Linked DNA regions of Cricetulus griseus: region 1 is linked to region 2. The links are chromatin contacts, called in public Hi-C maps. All regions are on one chromosome and are shown on one strand. Each heading gives the region's core, a stretch centred on a gene start, on an enhancer-like site or on the middle of the called end of the contact. The rest is flanking DNA. Distances are from core to core; before and after follow the strand shown.

Region 1 (4,901 bases), core at 47-2,546, 170 kb after region 2:
TGCCTCATATTTTACCTCACCAATAATGTTGTAATTTTCTTGACAATAGAGATTTCATAACTCTTTTAATCAGGCACAGCCTTTGGCACCTCTGAGGATGAATGTGTTCAGTTGGATCAGAGTTCCAGAGCCAGGGCCAGAAGTGACTGAGATCATGCAGATGATCCCCGACCGAGAGATGCAGGTTACATAACAGAAATCCTTGAACATATTGGAGTGAAATGGCTTCTGACATCAATACCTAAGCTCAAATCCACAGATCATGTATACTGAGGCAGAGCTGAGATGTCAAAGAATTCTGATGTTGAATAGCTTTATGTTTGTAGTTCTAAATGCTATGCAGGCAAGTATTCAAGACAGGTCTGAGTATGAATCCGAACTTTGTTTCAATTGAGCTGGGTACATTGGTTAGGTAACTTACCCTCTCTGGACTTCAGATCTTAATCAGCAAAATGAAAAAAAATTAGACTTCAGGTGGTCTTAAGGACTAGATGATTCATTTATAAAATTGTATGATTCTTCTTCCAGATTGATGAATTGGTAGCCCCTAGGCTTTGGGGTTTTCTCAATATTTTATTCTGTGGAATAGGATTTACAGGATTCATTTGCAGTTAGAAATTCTCATTTTCAGCTTTTAACATTTACTGTTTTCTGTTTTCCAATTTGTGTAAAAGTAGATGGACAGATGGTTTATTAGATTTTTTAAATGCTTGTAATAATGTTGTTCAAGTCAACAATGGTTTTAAGCATTGGAGGTCCACATAGAGTGTAGGCTTTGTTTAGAGTAGAAGATGGTTTTCACTGTTCAATTTAAGAATAATAATGTTTACTCACATAACTTAAAGCAACTCTTGGATGCAACTCCAAAGGCCTAATCAGTTTCTTTTATTTTAAGCATGCTTAATGACACTACAGTCTGTTCCAAGTTTAGTTTTAAAACTGACATTACCAGATAAAAGCATATACCTACCATTGCATGTTTTGCCTTTGCTTGAATTATTGAATTCACAACATGATCCCAAATACGACATCATTAATCATAGAAATGTAAAGGAGACATATTCCTCATTTTATAGAGTATTTTTTTTGTGTTCTTTCTGACTTCTAGTGGGGCCACGAATGTTAATATTAATAATCAAGCTGCATCTTAAGTATGTGTAGTACCAACAATCAAAGGGCTGCATAAAACTTAAGTAGAGGAAAAGCCAGCATTGGCTAGCAGAGATCCTCCAAGAGTCCCGAGGGAGGGAAAGCAGGGTTCGCTGACCAATACAAGCAGGAGGGTGTGCACTGGCTCTGGCGGGTCCCTGAGGCTCCGGCCCACCCGGAAGGACTACAGGTGAGGGCTCAAAACCCGAGAAGGCAGCCCGGTGAGCCTACAGACCTCTCAGTAGGAAAAGAAGGACGCAGCGCGAGCGGAGGCGGCGACAAGAGGTGTGAGAGGATATGGAAAAGTTGAAAGGGCGGCGGGGGCGCTGGCGTGACTGGAAAGCGTGCGAGGGGCCGGCGGGCGGAGAGCAGGTGTGGCGAGCCGCGGCGGTGGAGAGTTCGCTCGCACCGGGCGGCCCCTGAGTCAGGGACTCCGCGTGGAGCTGGCAACCCGGGGGCGGAGCCTCAGGGCTGTGGGCGGGGCGAGGGTGGGGCGAGCGCCTGACGCGTCCCAAGGCCGCTGCGGCCGCGGGGGAGGGGCTCGGCGTCAGCGCGTCGCCAGCTGGGCTGCCGGTGGCCTGGAGGGAGCCGAGGAGGAGGAGGAGGAGGAGGTGAGTCGCCTTGGCTGAGAGCTGTGCTGGCCGCGGGAGGCGGGGAGCGCGGCCCCTCCCTCCGGCGCCCGCCTCGCGGGGCCGCGCGGCTCCTAGTTCCCAGTGGGGCGGCGGCCGCGAGGAGCGGGGGTGAGGAGGGCGGAGCCGGGGCCGCGCTTCCCGGGCGCACGCGCGCCTTCCTGCTCTGCGGGGCTGTGGGGTGGCCCCAAGCGATACTTCGAGAGCGCAGAGGCTGGGACTGGCCCAGGCCCTGCTGACCCCAGGCCGCCCTGTCTCGTACTGTTTGGCCCTCCCTGGCCTGCGCTTTCCTGGTCGGGATCCCGGGGTCCCCAACCTCGGGCCGCGGGCACCCCACGGCTCGCGTCCCCCCAACTCGAGGATCCCGCCTAGGCTTGACGTTATCGTCACGTCCCGCCAGTCCCAGCGTTCTTTCGCGAGGAAGGGCTCTCGGAGTGAATAAGTCTTTACAACTCATCGAACAACAGCAAAGTTGCAATAATACATTAATTTAACCCTTGGTCTCTCGGTAGGCAGAGTCCGCACCCCCACTCCCACCCACTCCGCGGTGCAACTTTTATAGTCTTCTCAGAACTATGCAGCATTAGATAAGCCATGAGATAAGGATTCTTAAGTTAATACCTCAGAGGCCCTGTGATGGGAAGCTCAGCGAGAAGGGGTTATGTTTTTTTTTTTTTTTTTTCTTCCACCTGTATCACAGTGTGGAAATGGAAAAGGTGAGTTGAAGGTGATTTTTCCACACGCGGTGCATTGCAGCCCTCATCCCTCCTGTGCCCCAGCTCGCCTGACATAGTTGGTACTACCCTTAAGTTGATTTTGAAGCTTATTATAATGGTCAGCTAAAGGAACTGTTGGGGGAGGGGGCGAGGGGGCTAGGGGACAAGGGGAAGGGCGGTATACTCAATATTGGGTTCTGTTAACCTGTTTATAACCTTAAGCTTTAACCATGACATGAATTTCATGTTGGAACCCACATACCAAGTGTGATATTGAATGTTAATTAGTGCATTCCAGGTCTTGATGTGGAATAGATTCTTCTGAGCTTCAGCTGAGAACTGTTGTCCTTAGGGCCTTGTTCTGTGTTTAATGACACAGTTTAATATTAGGGTTGGAGGAAGACATTTTGAATCTTGATACTTCCACAAACTTGAAAACCATTAGTAGGTCATACCCGAAACTAATAATAATACACTTTATCGCACCAAGCTTTCTTCACTCTTGTTCTGAAATCATATTGACATTTTTACCTTATAATTACAAAACAACAGGATTTTCCATTTGTGGCAGTATAATCCAACTTCACTATTTTAAGTTTTCACGAGATTTACAAGGAACTGAATGGAACTACCTGCCTTTATTAAGTATTTAACTACATGAACCCTCCTGATGTGCCAAACTTGATAATAGTTTTGGCCAAACCTCGATCCCCTACACCCTCAGCCTGTTGAGCAAAGTAAAGTGCTCTGCTGAGCTCTGGTCCCTTCCTTCTTGATTTTTGTTAATTTAAGAATTGCCAAGGAGTCACTATACAATTTTCAAAAATCCCCTTTTTGCTCATATGAGAATGATTTATAATTTTGACACATTCGGTACAAATGATGAAAATTACTTGTAGTTAGCAAACCACAATCACATGTTATTTAAAACATTTTTCTACTTTAGAACTTTGAATTTAATATTTTTTTCAGTTTAATAATTACTCAGATTGATCTTTTTTCTTGAGACAGGGTCTTATATAGCCTAGGGTTGGGAATTTACTGTGTATCTGAGGCTGGCCTTGAACTCCTTATCCTTGCATTTCTACTTCCTACCATGCCAGGATTCTATTAGTCAAATTCTTTAAAAAGGTATTTTTTATTTTAATTTTTAAAAATTATATGTGTGCTTGTGCATGTGAGTGCAGGTGTCTGTAGAAGCCAGAGGTGTCAGATCTTCTGGAGCTGGAGTTGTGTAAATGCTGGGAACTGATCTTGGGTCCTCTTTAGAGCAATTTGTATTCTTAACCCATGTGCCAGTTCTCCTGTCTCTGTCATTCATATTCTTGAATCAAGGACTCTGTCTCCCAGAAGTTTATCAGACTTCTAGAGTTATGGTATGTATGACTTTGATACTCAGTAGGAAGAGAGATCCAGTAAGTAAATAGTAATCTACATCATTATCACCTTAAATTACATTAAAAAAAAGTGAGCCTAGAATTCAGGAACCTTGTTGGGGGTGAGGTGGGATTTTTTGCATCTCTCACAGCACAGTATTTGATGTAGACTTAGTAAATATCTGTTGGTTATGTGTCTTGTCTTGGTAGGTGCTTTTTGAAAGATAGCCACGTGTTATTAATCTGTATGGCTAGTGTCAAGTACAGGGGATACTCTGTAAATGCCTATTTCCTTCCTTCTCTATGACCTCCTCAACCTAGGAAAAATTGAGGCCTGTTTCCTTCCTTCTCATAGGCAACTGAGGCCTTTTTTCACCCATAGATAGTAAAGGTCTTGCCAGAACCAGGATACTGTGTATGATATCATCTTCTAGATTCATATTCACTGTACTGCCCTTTAGATACTGAAATGTAGATTCTTTCACTGTTACCATTTGAAACATTTCTGAAGTTCAGCTTTTCATATGCATCAGAAACTCTAGGACATCCAGGATTTATCCAGTCATGACTCAGAACCCATTCCTGGCTAGCCTTTAGTTAGGTTCTCTACCACTGTGTTAGTGGAGTAATGAATTGTTTTTGTCCATTTTGAATGGTGGCTAACTATTTTCAAGTGTTTGACATTCTGCCCTTTTGATCTCTCCATTTTGAGCTTTCTTTTGATAAGGTGTTCAGTATACGTTTCAGTAGTATGGTTATTTCCTGTTTTTTATACTGTGTATACCCAAGAGTGAGACTGGATCTCTCATAACAAGTTATTAATATTGGTTGAATACACATCCATTCTAATAGTAAGTTCTGTATTAGTGTTGGGGGAGGGATAGTGTCCATAGAAAATTCAGAATTCATTTAAGTATTTTAGACATTTTATTGCCAACATTAGTACTTGGGAACTTTCATATTTTAAATTATAAACATCCATATGAAAAATGACTTCAGTCATCTTATAGACATTTACTTAAGGCATGAAA
Region 2 (4,880 bases), core at 167-2,666:
AGCAGTGGTGAGCCCGGCTAACAGAAATGTGTTTATTTCCCACCTACTTACATGTTTTACATGCTACCCCTATAATGATGAGGGCAAGATTACTTACTCCAGAGTTAGGAATAACATCCACAGATAAAGTTTACAGCATAAATGTCATGTCTTTCCCTCACACACATACTGGCTCATAAAACTAGCAACTTACTTTATTAAATATATATTTGATATGCCATGGTGTGTGAGTCTCAGCAGAAATACAGACAAGACAGCTGTTTCATCCCAGAGGCTTGTGTGACCATTTCTTTATTTCAGGGTTTTCCCCCTCAACAATTTCAAATTAATAAGACAGACAAGAAATGATTTTTAATGTGTCAAGCTTGAAAGTCTACTGTATGCCTGGGTATATTTAAAGTGCTTTCTTCAACACCCACTTCCCCTTCTCTCTGCCCCCCTTCACCCCGCTCAGCAAATGTGCGGAAACTGATACTCACTTTCCAGGTTTTCCGCAAAGCTTGTAGCACGGGAGACAATAGGTGCAGGGTGTAGGGAACTGGGCGTGCTGGGCGGCGGAGAAAGGGTTAATGGCCCTTGTGTTACAGTTTGCATCTGTTACATCTTTTATAGCCCTCTGTTTAAACTAATCCTCGAAGCACAGCATCTTCCCACCCCGCGGAGTTTCAGGGTTCTCCTCTTCTCCGGCCTGCCTCCGAGGTTCCCCTTCTCCAAGTTTTGACAGTTTCAGCTGGGAGGAAAAAAAAAATGCAGCGCCTCCCTCGATTTTTAGGTACAAAAGTTTCGAAGCCAAAAAGGATACGATCATTTAGAACAACTTAAAAGTGTTGCCATAGTGGCTACGGACTTTCTCTTTCCTTTCTTGAGAGAGAGAGAAAAAAAATCTACTGAAAGAATTTAAGGAAATCAGTGTGGGGGAACATGTGAGGGGGGGCGACTTAAGTAAATATTGTCCAAGTGGTGGGGTTGGGGGAGGAACAATGTCCAGAGAGCCTTATAATTATATTTCTTTTACCGGGTAAAATGGGAAATCTTAATTTGGGGGCGGAGGGTGTAGGGGGAAAGAGACAGTGCCTCGATAACTCCTAAGGGGAGGGGAGGGGTCGCGGGGCGAGTGGGCTTCCTGTAATTACTATTATCAATTTACCCGAGTGTGCTTCATCCAAGGGCTGTTTTGCGTTGTTTGTTACTTTTTTTCCCTCTTGGGAATGGGGGGTCGGAGGAGGGATGAGAAAAGATGAGAGCGAAAGACCCCCTCCCCAAGTTCCCGAGCCCGGCTGAGGACTTTTCGGAGGAAGGGGTCCGCCTAGCCTTGAGTCAAGCAGTCTTACTGTACCGCTGTGTGCATTCCCTCATACGGTCAGGAGTTATGACTCATTTTGAAGATGTAATTCTTGTCTCTGATCCCCTCGCGAGTGCAACACACCAAACAGTAACAACACAAAGCGCCTCGGGGCCAAGGCTGGGGTGGGGGGCGGGGAGGGGGGCCGAAGTTTCACTTTGGCGCTGGGGGCGCGGATGGGTGCTCACCCGGGCCCTGGCCCGGCTCCCCTGGGCGGCCCGCGCGCGTTTCAATGGGCGCGGGCGATGCCCACATTGTCGCTGTGTTTGGTTGCTAGATCGAGCCTGCGTGCTGCCGAAGCAGGGCGCCGAGTCCATGCGAACTGCCATCTGATCCGCTCTTATCAATGAAGCAGCCGATCATGGCGGATGGCCCCCGGTGCAAGAGGCGCAAACAAGCCAATCCCAGGAGGAAAAACGGTAAGAAGAGGCCCGAACCAAACTTTTCCGGGCCACTCCGCGGCCGGAGACCAGGGGGAAGGGGGGGAGAGGGAGAAGGAAGCCGGCGCCGGCGCCTGGGGCTCGCGGGCGAACCTCCCTCGGCGGCCAGCACCGGAGCCCCACGCGCGGCCGCTGCACCGGGGCGGGGGGGGGGGAGTTGAGCAAGTGAGGGGCCAAGTGAGCGCCGGGCGACGGGGGGGTTGTTCCGAGTGCTGCCGACTGGACCTGCGCTCCACACCGCGGCCCGGCACCCCCGGCACCTCCGCCTGCTCGGTTCCCCGGCCCGCAGGTCCCCGGCCCCGCGGCAGAAGCGGCCGGCGAGGACAGGGCGGGGGCTCCGGCGCCCGGGAGCGCTGGACTAAGGGGCGCGGGCGAGGGTGGCAGAAAGGCGGCGAGGGCGAGGGAGGGGACCGGAGACTGCGCCTCCACCAGCCTCAAAGTTTCTTGCTGGAGTCGCCGGGCCGCCTCTATGTGCGCCAAGTAACGGTCCGCGGGCAGCGGGCCCTGGCCGGACGCGGGGACTCAAGGGTAGGAGGGACGGGCCGGGAGCTGCGGACTGGGGACCCGGCTCCTATGCAGCAGGCTCAGGCCCCGCTCCGGGCCAGAGAGTAGGGCGAAGGGAGACTTTTCCCAGCAATTGCTCCACCGCCAAAAGGATCCCCGGAGGAGCCCGTTATCCGGGCTGAGTCAGGAAGGAGGAAAGAGATGGGGGTACGAGGAGACACGCAGACCAGAGGTGGCAGATTAAAGGGGTGTGTATGTGAGAGTTTAGGTCCATTTTGGAGTGAGACTGGAAGTGTGTGTGTGTGTGTGTGTGTGAGAGAGAGAGAGAGAGAGAGAGAGAGAGAGAGAGAGAGAGAGAGAGAGAGAGAGAGAGAGAGAGAGAGAGAGACCCCCTAGGTATTACCCCCAAACAAAATCGTGGGAATAAAAGAGAAAAGTGATTGGCAAGTGCGCGGAAGGAGCTTGGGGGAGGGGAGAGAGTTGGGGGACGACAGAGGGTGCAGGGGGTGGGTGCTGACGGAAGATACTGAGTTTTAAAAGAAAAAATGAAAAGAAACGGGGGGGGGCATCCCCTCAAAACAAACAAGCGATCCAGCGGCGCCAGCCCAGAATCGGAAAGGAAACTTCACTCTCCTTTCGCTCTCAGCCGGCTCACCGGGAGCGGGCGGTGTAGACGCTCCGAGCTGTGCACAAGGGTCATAGCACACGACCGGGTTCTCGCTCCCCCAGCCCGCCCCTGGCGGGTACTACCTGGGCCCACTTGGAACAACTTTCCTCTAGAGAGGACAATTGTGCGCTCCCCTAGCCTGCCTCAATGCTGCACCGCGTGCAGAGGGTTGGCGGGGGTGGTGGTGGGGGGTGCAGTGTGGGAGTTCGGGGTGCTGGTGGGAGTAAAACACAAAGGCTAAAGGATTCTGGTTAGAGACAAATAATCTCCCTCTCTCACCTCTCCGTGTGTGTGTGTGTGTGTGTGTGTGTGTGTGTGTGTGTGTGTCCTTTGCTTGTTGTGGTGGAGGTGGAGAACCATATGGGGGAGTGATAGAAGAATTTTAGTCAAAAACTGTTCGTTATGTTACCCTGCCTTTCCTCTTTGTGCTGTCTTTGATCTGTTTGCTTGGCTTAGTATTACAAAAAAACAAGGACAATAATATATTCCAAGATGGTCCCCAAGATTCGGTTCAGGCAGCCTCTTTTTAAGTATGTGCATGTGTCTCTCTTTTAATTTAATTTTTTCTTCATTGCTGCCTGGCATTATTTAAGGTGGTCCTTACACAGGAGACCTCCCCTTCTCCATCTCTGGGTAATTTAGTAGACACTAAAATTACATCCAATGTTCCCCTCTCCTCTCTCGTGTTTCCTCTGTTCCCTTTATTAAATGTTAGTTATTGATTTTCTAAAATCAATGTCTGTTGTGGGGCTTCCCCCCTTACAAGTATCTGGAGCACGTTGCTGATCATCTGGATAACAAAAGCTTTGTATCATGAGCCCCCCCCCCATGTTAAACTGTTATTTTTGAGAGAAAGGAGAATGAGATTTAAAGCGAGGCTACCAGAAGTATTCTTTTGCAGTGAAGACTATTTGAAGTGTTTGTTTCTTCTTGTTCTTCCTCCTTTCACTCCCTTCATGATTTTGCTGTGAAATACCAACTTGGCTCCAGCAGTGAGGTCAGGCCACAGCCCAGTTTGGGGATAGGGAGCGATCCAGGCTCCCTGGGAACTCTGGTGGCACAGGCTATTAGGGCCTCACAGGTAACACAGTGTACCAGGGAGGGATGCAGTCAGGGACACCAATCATTTCCCCTATGAACAGCCATTAATTTGGGACAAGCTTCCACACTCTGAGGTGGATAAAGTTGAACTGTGATTTTCACGCATTTGTCCCAGACCCTAAACACTCATCAGCAAGGCTGTCTATTGCCCACAGATTCTCTGACTTAGAATGTTACCTGTCTCTTTTTCCAAAGAGTCTATGAGAAAACGTGCTGTAAACTGGGGACTTGTCATCATTCTCTTTGGGTTTAATCTGACTTACAGTGTCCAGGTCTTGGGAAGCAGGTAGGAAGGCCACCCCCATGACTCTTTCATTTTCTTTCTCATCAAATACATACCCAATGCATTTTCCTTTGGGAATTGCCAGGGTTTATCTGAACTCAGTGGGTTTTTCTTCTTTCCTGGATTCATGGAAAAGATGTCACTTTTGAGCTTGTGTCTTTGCTGATAACACTAAATATGATGATGCTTATCAGCATCATATAGAAATTCCTGGAAAGGAATAATAGCAACAATAATCGTAGAAGTAGAAGCTGCAGGGCGGGGGGGGGTGGCTAAGACCTAGATGGCACTTTATATAATTTTAATGAAGTCAACGGTGTGTGTATGTATAGACTAAATGACTATAGAAACAAAACCCGGCAAAGCAGTCCCTGTGTGTTTGAATGGCTGGTCAAAACCTTGGCTTAGAAGATAGTGATGTGTACTATTTTTTTAAGCCCAGAACAAGAAGGCAGATCAGGGGACATAAATATAGAAAGAGAGGAGCAATCTAAAAAAAAATTCAACCTCCCATATTCTCAGGCCAGCAAGATGACTAGCAAA

What was found. Hi-C and Micro-C count contacts between places; a contact is called where the count stands out from the background.
Region 1: a Hi-C map of the CHO-K1 cell line shows a contact between it and region 2, with 3 times the contacts expected there. The contact joins the promoter of Gtdc1 here to the promoter of Zeb2 in region 2. A contact is called at or near these places in 2 of 8 Hi-C or Micro-C datasets (the CHL-YN cell line and the CHO-K1 cell line).

What each region holds. Positions count from the first base shown.
Region 1 is chr6:129,133,073-129,137,973 of CriGri-PICRH-1.0, forward strand. Gtdc1 (glycosyltransferase-like domain-containing protein 1) reads left to right here and starts at 1,297. Exons shown (of 11, transcript XM_035446166.1): 1 at 1,297-1,434.
Region 2 is chr6:128,958,408-128,963,287 of CriGri-PICRH-1.0, forward strand. It overlaps Zeb2 (zinc finger E-box-binding homeobox 2), which reads left to right and starts at 1,417. Exons shown (of 9, transcript XM_035446813.1): 1 at 1,417-1,432; 2 at 1,620-1,761. The coding sequence starts at 1,689.